Linked DNA regions of Gossypium hirsutum: region 1 is linked to region 2. The links are chromatin contacts, called in public Hi-C maps. All regions are on one chromosome and are shown on one strand. The core of a region is the stretch at or near the end of the contact, and the rest is flanking DNA. Distances in the headings are between cores, read along the strand shown. Region 1 has its middle 6.6 kb from the start of LOC107954556. Region 2 holds the start of LOC107954553.

Evidence for each region. Hi-C and Micro-C count contacts between places; a contact is called where the count stands out from the background.
Region 1: a contact with region 2 is called in a Hi-C map of leaf, with 2.1 times the contacts expected there. The contact joins the enhancer-like site here to the promoter of LOC107954553 in region 2.

The regions. Positions count from the first base shown.
Region 1 is chrD07:25,105,912-25,110,380 of Gossypium_hirsutum_v2.1, forward strand. It overlaps the pseudogene LOC107956126. Among protein-coding and RNA genes, the nearest start is that of LOC107954556, 6.6 kb to the right of the region's middle. Within about 2 kb of position 2,135, at least 5 of the 9 cell types and tissues checked have an H3K27ac peak or open chromatin away from gene starts, as enhancers often do. A contact at or near this core is called in leaf, where this site is marked.
Region 2 is chrD07:25,048,693-25,053,121 of Gossypium_hirsutum_v2.1, forward strand. It overlaps LOC107954553, which reads right to left and starts at 1,424. Exons shown (of 2, transcript XM_016890144.2): 1 at 966-1,424. The coding sequence starts at 1,139.

The sequences.
Region 1 (4,469 bases), core at 885-3,384, 58 kb after region 2:
TCTCGATTGGTTGGCTAGAACGGTTCAAGGAAAGACATGGGATTAAGTTTTATAGAAGATTTGGTGAAAGTGGTTCAGTTATTATGGAGAATATTGAATATGCTTTACCTTAAATAAGAGCTAAATAGGAAAATTTTGATTGGAAGGATATCTATATTATGGATGAAACAAGCTTATTTTATCGTTTGCAAACAGATCATTCACTGGCTACAAAGCAATTAGAAGGACGAAAAAAGGACAAGGAAAGACTTATTGTTATGGTTTGTTCGTTGGTTTGATGCTAGAATGATTGGTAGAAAGGTGTTGCTTATAGTAAACAATTGCTCATCCCATCCCAATGTTATCGAAGGCTTGAGAAACGTTGAATTATTCTTTTTGTCTCCAACTTCAACATAAAAAATTCAACCATGTGATGCTGGAATCATTAGAACTGTTAAGATTTATTATCGACGTCGCTTTTATTCTAGCATCTTGGAAGGTTACGAGAAAGGAGAAATAAATCCTAAAAAAAATAATGTATTGGATGCAATCCATTTTATTAATGCTGCTTGGAATATTGGTGTGAAGCCTACAACTATTGCAAATTGTTTCTAACATTGCAAAATTCAATCCGAGGAAGATATGTCTCTCGAACAAGAAATTGGTGATATTGAAGGCATTCATAAATTAAAAGCAATAATTTCTGATTTACACTATAGAAATGTCATGGATGTTGAGCAAATTTTGAATTATCCAAGTGAAAATGAATCTTTAATGGAGTTACCTACGGATGAAGAAATTATTCAAGGAGTAATGGATGTGCCAACTGATGACGAGCAAGATCCAGATGACAATATTGTTTTACCACATGTTTCTCCAAAATAGGCTTTTCTAATTGTGGATATCTTGAAGAATTATTTAACACAACACGAGAAGAATATACCAGATTTGGTTTATGCCCTTCTAAAAGTTGAAGATGAAATTGTATATGATTCACATGCAAAGAATAAGCAGTTAACTATAGATGCATATTTTAGCAATGAATAAAATTGAAAAAAAATAAGAGTTGTCTAGAAAGCACTTTAGTTTTATGTATTGTATATATAATTTTTAGTATATTTAATGATTTATTATTTTATATTTTCATTGTGCCCTTAAGGATTTTTTAAAAATTATTATCTTATACATTTAGCGAGGTTATTATTTTATCCCCTTGACCCAAGTTCGGGATCAAAAAAATTATTATTTAATCGAGATTATTAATTTATCAAATATCCATTTATCGAGGTTTTACTATATATCCACGAACATGCCCGATCTATTGTCATCTTTTGATAATGCGCGGCACAAATAGTTTATAAACTTTTATAATTTTTTGTATTATTTAAATTTTGATATTTTGATATTTTGATAATTTAATAATTAAATTTATATTTTTCTAATAATTTTTTGTATTATTAATATTTTTTGAATTTTGGAAACTTTTCATAATAATTTGATTTGAAATTTTGATTTTTTATGTCTCTTGAATTTATTTTAATAAAATAGGTTTTGTTTTATCACTTTTACATATTATTTAATGAAGTTTCTTAGTTTTTTTTATATAAATATCTCTAAAAACTTAGTTTTGAAGTAAATAAAAAATAATTAATAACTGTTATATAGTTTTTTGGAAAAATAATTTTATATAGAATTTTTGAAGTTATTTTTATCATTTTAAAGATAAAATATTTATTTTTATAAAATAAAATAAAAAATTAATTTTAATTAAGGTTTAAGTTATTTAAATGATTAGTATTTGATACATTAGTAGTACATATTTTTTGTTCCACAAACAGTCTTAAAAGTTTGTTATATATCTATTTTATTTATATAATATTTTATTATATCTTTATAGGAAACTTGTCATCAACCTATGATACTTATGAAGTTAAAAACTTTAGTGACTCCAACCTTAACCCAAACCCAAACCCTATTATTAGGTTGTAACATCTCATAAATTTTATGTGTAACCCATACTCAATCATATTTGAAAAATTGGGACACATTCACCCTAAAGAAGTAGGTAATTATGGTGAAGATTGTATTATTGAGAGGCCAGTTCAACTCATCCATCCAGGTAGAATTAGAGAGTATACATTTCTTTCACAGTTAGGCCAAGCCCCACCCAACGTCCATCCAACACCCCTTTCGTTGCATTAATGCTGCTAATTTTGTCCACTCAATCATCTTCCAATTTGCATTAAAAGCCATTTATCTTTTTGAGTACCCTTTTTCTTTCCAAGCAAGGAAAATGAAATTGCAACATCAAACTCAAAGCTCCAATTATCCTCTAGCTTTAAATAAGAAGGCCCATCAAAGTTGAAAAAAAAAAAATCATTTTCATGCTTTTCTAAAAAGCTTCCCCAAAAGGTATCCTTGTCTCGTATCTCCCAGGAAAAATAATACTGCGACTGTTATGGATTTGTCAAACCCATTCACGCATTTCTACAAACACATGTTTCATCATTATTGAAGCTTTTCTTTGTCACATTGCATGCAAATACCCTTGTGAGATTTACGTATGACGTAACCCTCCCCCTTGGAACTTTGACCCTTTTCGTCTCCCTTCAGGGGGGGTGTGAGTCTATGCGTTTATGGCTTAGTTGTGAAATGGAGTTAATGCAATGGCAGCTAACATGAAGCTTTGGGAGCCAAACAGACAGGAAGCCTCAAAATTAAACATAAGAGAGGTACAGGGAGTAGGTTAAACCATTTAACTTGTCAACAAAGTTGGTAATTTGCAGTCTGATTCTGAAATATATTAATTTATCTGTCTGGGAATGAAGGGGTAAGGCCATAATCTAATCATATGCTCGTTTTGCTTGTATTTAATTTCATCTCCTTTTCACTCACCCCACACCCATACTTCGTGTGGGATCCATCCGCCTTTTCAACCATTCACCTCACCTCATCCAACAAAATGTTTATATCTTTTTAAAACCGATTTATAGAAAGCCCATATCTTTTTAAATGGTCAAAAATAAATTTAGGCCTCATTTTTTTTTCAACAAGCACATATAAAGATAAAATTATAATTTACCCCCTCCAAAGATAAACTTCTAGATTCGTCCCTGATTGTAGGGACATAATCATATTAGTCCCTTTACTATTAAATGGATTAATTTAATCATTGTACTATTAAAAAGAATCAAGGCCAAATTGGAATATAGTTAATATTTATTGCTTAACACACTTAATATTTTTATGGTTTTGTCAATAAAATATTTTATTTGGAATTGAACTGCAATTAAAAATAATAAATTTCAGGATATTTTTATATAATAAATGTTAAATCCTTTACCATTTGAACTCGCTTGATTCTTTTTTAATAGTATAAGGACTAAATTAATCCACTTAATACTAGACAGAATAATTGGATCCAACTCATATCATACATGGACCTTGTAGATACTCAATCGAAACAAAATTGATTTAAGGTTGTAGGGTGGTCGCCTCTTTCGAATGTTTATTCATTTGAACAATTTGCCTCCGTTACTTCGAATTTATATATTATTTTTTGGGAGTGTAATTCTTTTTATTTCTAAATTCAAGATATTAATATTAATTATACTGTATATTGATGTAAATTATTGTTTCAAAAATAAGGTTTATAGTCCAATAACTATATTTCACATTAAAAGTAGATAAATAAGGCCCAATTATTTTATCAAGTTCGCGTTTATTATAACATATATATTTTTTATGTTTTTTGTTTCTCTCCCCATCCCAGAACAATTTTTTAAAAAAGGTATTAATTAAACAAAAGAAAAAATACCAATTGAAGTGCAGTCACTACACCAAAACAGGCTTTTAGCGGCGCTTTTTTAGGCCTTTAGTGGCGTTTTTTAGCGCCGCTAAAAGCATTAGTAGCGCTTTGAGAAACGCCGCTAAAAACGCCGCTAATGACAGAGTCGCTAATTTCAGCAGCTTTTTTTTGAAAAACGCCGCTAAAGCTCTTGAGCTATAGCGGCGCTTTCCCAAAAACGCCGCTATAGCTCAAGACCTTTAGCTGCACTTTTCCACAAACGCACTATAGCTCAAGACATTTAGCAGTGCTTTACTCACAAACGCCGCTATAGCTGAAGAGCTTTAGCGGCGCTTTTACCACAAACGCCGCTATAGATCGAGACCTTTAGCGGCGCTTTTACCACAAACGCCGCTATAGTTCGATACCTTTAGCGGCGCTTCTCACAAAAACGCCACTAAAATATAACATTTAAAAAAATTATTTTAATCAAATAATATTTATTTTTATGATAAATATTATATTATGTTTTATTTTTTAAATTTGAACTTTAAATATACTTTAAGGATAAAAAATATTATTTAAATTAAATTTTTTATGAAAATTTTAACTTTAAAACTAAATATAAAAATTAATGAATTTAATTTTAGAATTTAAAATAATAAATTAATAACACAATTAAAATCCAAAAGTTAGAAAAGTT
Region 2 (4,429 bases), core at 174-2,673:
TCAACTTCAAGTTTACAGATGAGAAAATAAGAAGCTGCAATCTAAGATTATTACACAAAATGGCAAACATTAGAAGATTGGGATTCATAAGGAATAAGTGCAAAGCTAGATGCTACTAGAAATAATAGAATTTAGCATAGCACGGATATAATGAAATTGCGGCCGCTTAAGGAGATAAGACGTGGTTACAGGCTTTTCAATCATTTGATGAAGTGACACTGTAACATGTAGTGAACGATAATTGACATCCTAACATTGCAGTATTGCCCGTACAAGATCAGGGAATAAATGCCATACAGGAAATAAACTTCAAGTTAACAGGTGAGAAAATAGCAAGCCGCAATCTTGCATCATTATGAATAAATGTAAAAGCAAGCAGATTGGTATTCAATCAAGAATAAGTACGCAGCCAGCAGCTACTAGGGAAAACAATTTTTTGCACAACATTGATGGGTTATTATGAAACTGACAGCAATTTTTATGAACTTCAAAACTTTGTAAACCATTTGCTTTGTGATTACAGTGTAGAAAATAATAATTAGGGGACCGTGATATACACCTAGCTAACATTCAACTAAGTATCTGAATAATCAGCAGCTACTCTTCATTTATATATAAAATTTCAAGTTTCACCTTCAACCGACATTTATATCAAAACAAACTAAAACCGAACTATTTAATTTAAGGCCTCACCTTACCAATCCCTTCTATCTAATTCCAAATGATATGCATTAAGACTCTACTAGTACTGACCAACTATAATACAATTTCCATTAGGATCCAGCAAATCCATAACAGAAATCTTAGCATGAATACTTTATATTGTTCGAAATCTTTAGATTTTCAAAAGGGTTAAACCTAGACTTAGCACTTAGCAGTTAGCAATTCATATAATTAGGGCAATATACGTTCTAAATAGCAATAAAAAACAGTAATAAAGTGAGGAAAGATGGGGACTTGGGCACCTCGAGCTCGGCGGATTTCATGGCGATCGGGATACAAATGAGGAAAACGCCGAACATAGCAATCGCAGTATTGCGACGCCAGTGCTTGGGCCGGCAATATGGGCCACCAGACATGCTCCACACCTTCGTCCTGAAATCCTCTGCTCCATGCCCTCCATGTTCTCCTCCTCCCATCTTTTCTTAATTTACTCGAGGGATCTATCGAAACCTCTTACAAGTCTAACCAGTAAAGCAATTAGATCAGTAAGAAAATTGAAATATTTCAAAAGAAAATGAAATTTAAGAAGTAAAATTTAGTGGCGAGGATTGAGAGCGAACGAGGAATGAATATTTGGGTTGCCTGAGGCAAATGGAAGGTCCAGGATCGAGGATCAGCTGGGTCTGGTTCGCAAATAGAGACATTGTGCTTGTAAATGGGCTTCGGTATTTTGTTACTTTTCGCCTTTTCACAACAATACCAGCCCATGGCTGGAAGGAGGCCAGGTTTTGGCGATTTACGGACCTCATAAGGACCTGGCTTTAAGCATTATAAATTATTTTTAGGGTTAATTGCATTGTCACCATGCTTAAATTTTGAATTGATTTCAAATTTTAAAGCATTTTAATTTGAGAATTCTCAAATGTATCGATATTATATTATTGGGGTAATATATAATTTGGTACTTGAGATTGGTTTCAATAATTAATTTGGAATCTAAGATTTTTGTTTCAGTTTGGTACTTGTTTAGCTTCAATGTTCAATTTGGTACCTAGACCAAACAACCCAATGAATGTTTGAAACGTATACTTTAGTAAAAAAAATACGGGTACTTAATTGTGACAAAAAAATAAACTCAAGTACCTAATTAAACACTGAAGCTAAACTTAGGTACTTAAATGGGACAAAGAAAAACTCAAGTACCAAAGTGAACTTTGAAGTCAAACTCAAGTACCAAATTGGGACAAAAAAACTCAAATACCGAATTGAACATTGAAGCCAAATTCATGTATCAAACAATATATTAACCTTTTATTATTTATGAATAAGATAATGCTTAATCTAACCTTTGGTACCCAAACTTGACATTTTTTCTTAGTTTGATACCTAAGTTTTTTTTTGTCTAATTTGGTATTTGAACTTGTCAAATATTATACAAATTATCCAAAACACTAATAGTATCATTTTTTATGAGTGGAAAAGAGTAGCTAGTGTATAACCAACATGTAGCAAATGACATGGAATTTAATGATAGGAACGATTACATTTATCTGGAGTTTTCGTTGTTTCATTAAACAATATGCTGAAATTTTACTTTTCATAAGGACTGAGAATAATTTGACTGTTAATGGCAGGAATGATTCAAGAGGGATCGCATGCTTAAAACATAGCTTGATCTTCATAAAGCCCTCAATTCTATAAAAATATTATCAAAATTAGAGGAAATTTATGTTAAAAAACTACTTTGAGTTTTGCTTAACAAATGAATATTGAAGAAGAAAAATAAGAGTTTTAAAACCCCCAAAATAAAATAAATTCATTATGTTAAATTAAAACATTAAAATAAATTAAATAAATTGAACTAAATGTAATTGAACATTTAGAATAAAAAAAATGATGTCATCTGTCACATTTCAATCATACATTGATTATTTTTAGTACCTCATAAAAAAACATTATTAGCATATTGGAGCAATTTGTATAACGTTTGACAAGTTTAGGTACAAATTGAGAAAAAAAGCTTAGGTACCAAATTAGGAAAAAAAATGTCAAGTCCAGATATCGAATTGGACAAAAAAAAGAAATTTAGGTACCAAATTAAGAAAAAGTGTCAAGTTCAAGTACTAAATGTGTCACACCTCAAATTTGGCGGATCCAAGAAGAAGGCGTGTAGATGTGAAGTTATCGGTTTGGCGCACTATGGTAGTTAGTCCATCAATTCTTAGGCTTTTAGTGAATTGATGTTTGGCGCATACAGTATCCGTCTATAGAAGTATTTAAGGATTTATTCTCAATTGAAGAAAGAATATGAAAAACGAAGAGTACGCTTCAGAATGTTGGTTGAGCATGACATGCCTACTAAGTATATGTTAAAACTATAAAGGGCTAATGTGTCTTTAAGGCCACGCCATTTACGAGTTATCGCCATAGGTATGGTACACCAAGTGTGCTCAAAAGATGACCAAGATGGGTTCTGTAATGTGATTGGTTGGGAGTCAACTAAATAGATTGACTGGTCAAATAGCATCGACATTAAAGGTACAATTTATGTATATGTATTTATATACTCTCTCTAATTTTTGTAGGACATTAAAGGTACAATTTATGTATGTATTTGACACTTGTCAAAATCCACTAAGAGGTATTGTATATGTATGTGGTAAGAAGGGAACGTGTAGATGCTTTTCTTCCTTTTGTTCTACGCTTTAGCTTTATTAAATATTTAAATATTCTCTTCTTCTTTGCTAAACTGGAAGCTATGCTTTTTGAGTTATCGGTGGAAGTTTTAACCTCTTGGTAAGTTTGGTAACTCTGCCTGTTAGGGTGTTGAAAGAGTAAGGATGTATGTAGTATATAAACAATAAGATATGAATAAGAGGCCCTACATGAGGGTCATCTGTAATTGAGATGTTAGAAATTTGTCTGTAAATGAGTTTTTAATGGTGATTCCATGTTCCTTTGAGCAACAAGTTATGGCCCGGATCGAGCAAAAAGGAGATAGAAGAGACGTTTTTTTTGAAGAGTTCGTGAGATTTATCTTAACGCTCGAATGAAGAAGATGATCGAATATCTCCGCCTATGAGGGCAAGGCCGTATAAATATCCACTTTATGTAAAGAGATTTGTTTTCTAGTAAAGTTTTCTAAATGGAATTGAATCAAAATCAACATCTCTTTATGCATTCATTGCATGCATTCGCGTTACATGACATCATACGCATTAAAATCCACTAAAAGAGCCTAATTGATTAAAACCATTCTTCAGTTAATTTGGAAACCAACCAACCTGCCAAACACTGTTATAGTACCCGAGCAAAGTCAGGAGGCATGGACCAAAGATTGGAGAGAATAGAGCAGATGCAAGTATAGATGCTTGAGCAATTGACCAAATTTCAACAAGATATGAAAGATCAGATGCTAGAATTCCAAAGCAATGTGATAAACCAGTTAACCCAATCATTGGTTAGAATGTTAGAAAGAGAGGAAAGCCCAGTGGTCCACTTTGGGGAGGATAATGAAGACTCTAATTATCCCTCAGATTTTATCCCGATAAGTGTCCAGCCAGATATGCGCCCACAAGGGGCACCCCTTACTATCAAATCCCAACAATATCAGACCAATACTTTAACACCAATGAATCGCCCGACAGGCTCAAGATCCAATCTGAGGAACAATTTACTCAATCCTATTGCTCTTGATAATCTACCAGAAATAAAACAGGCGAGGGTAGAGTACCCAAATACTATAAATGCCCCAAAGAGGAAAGGG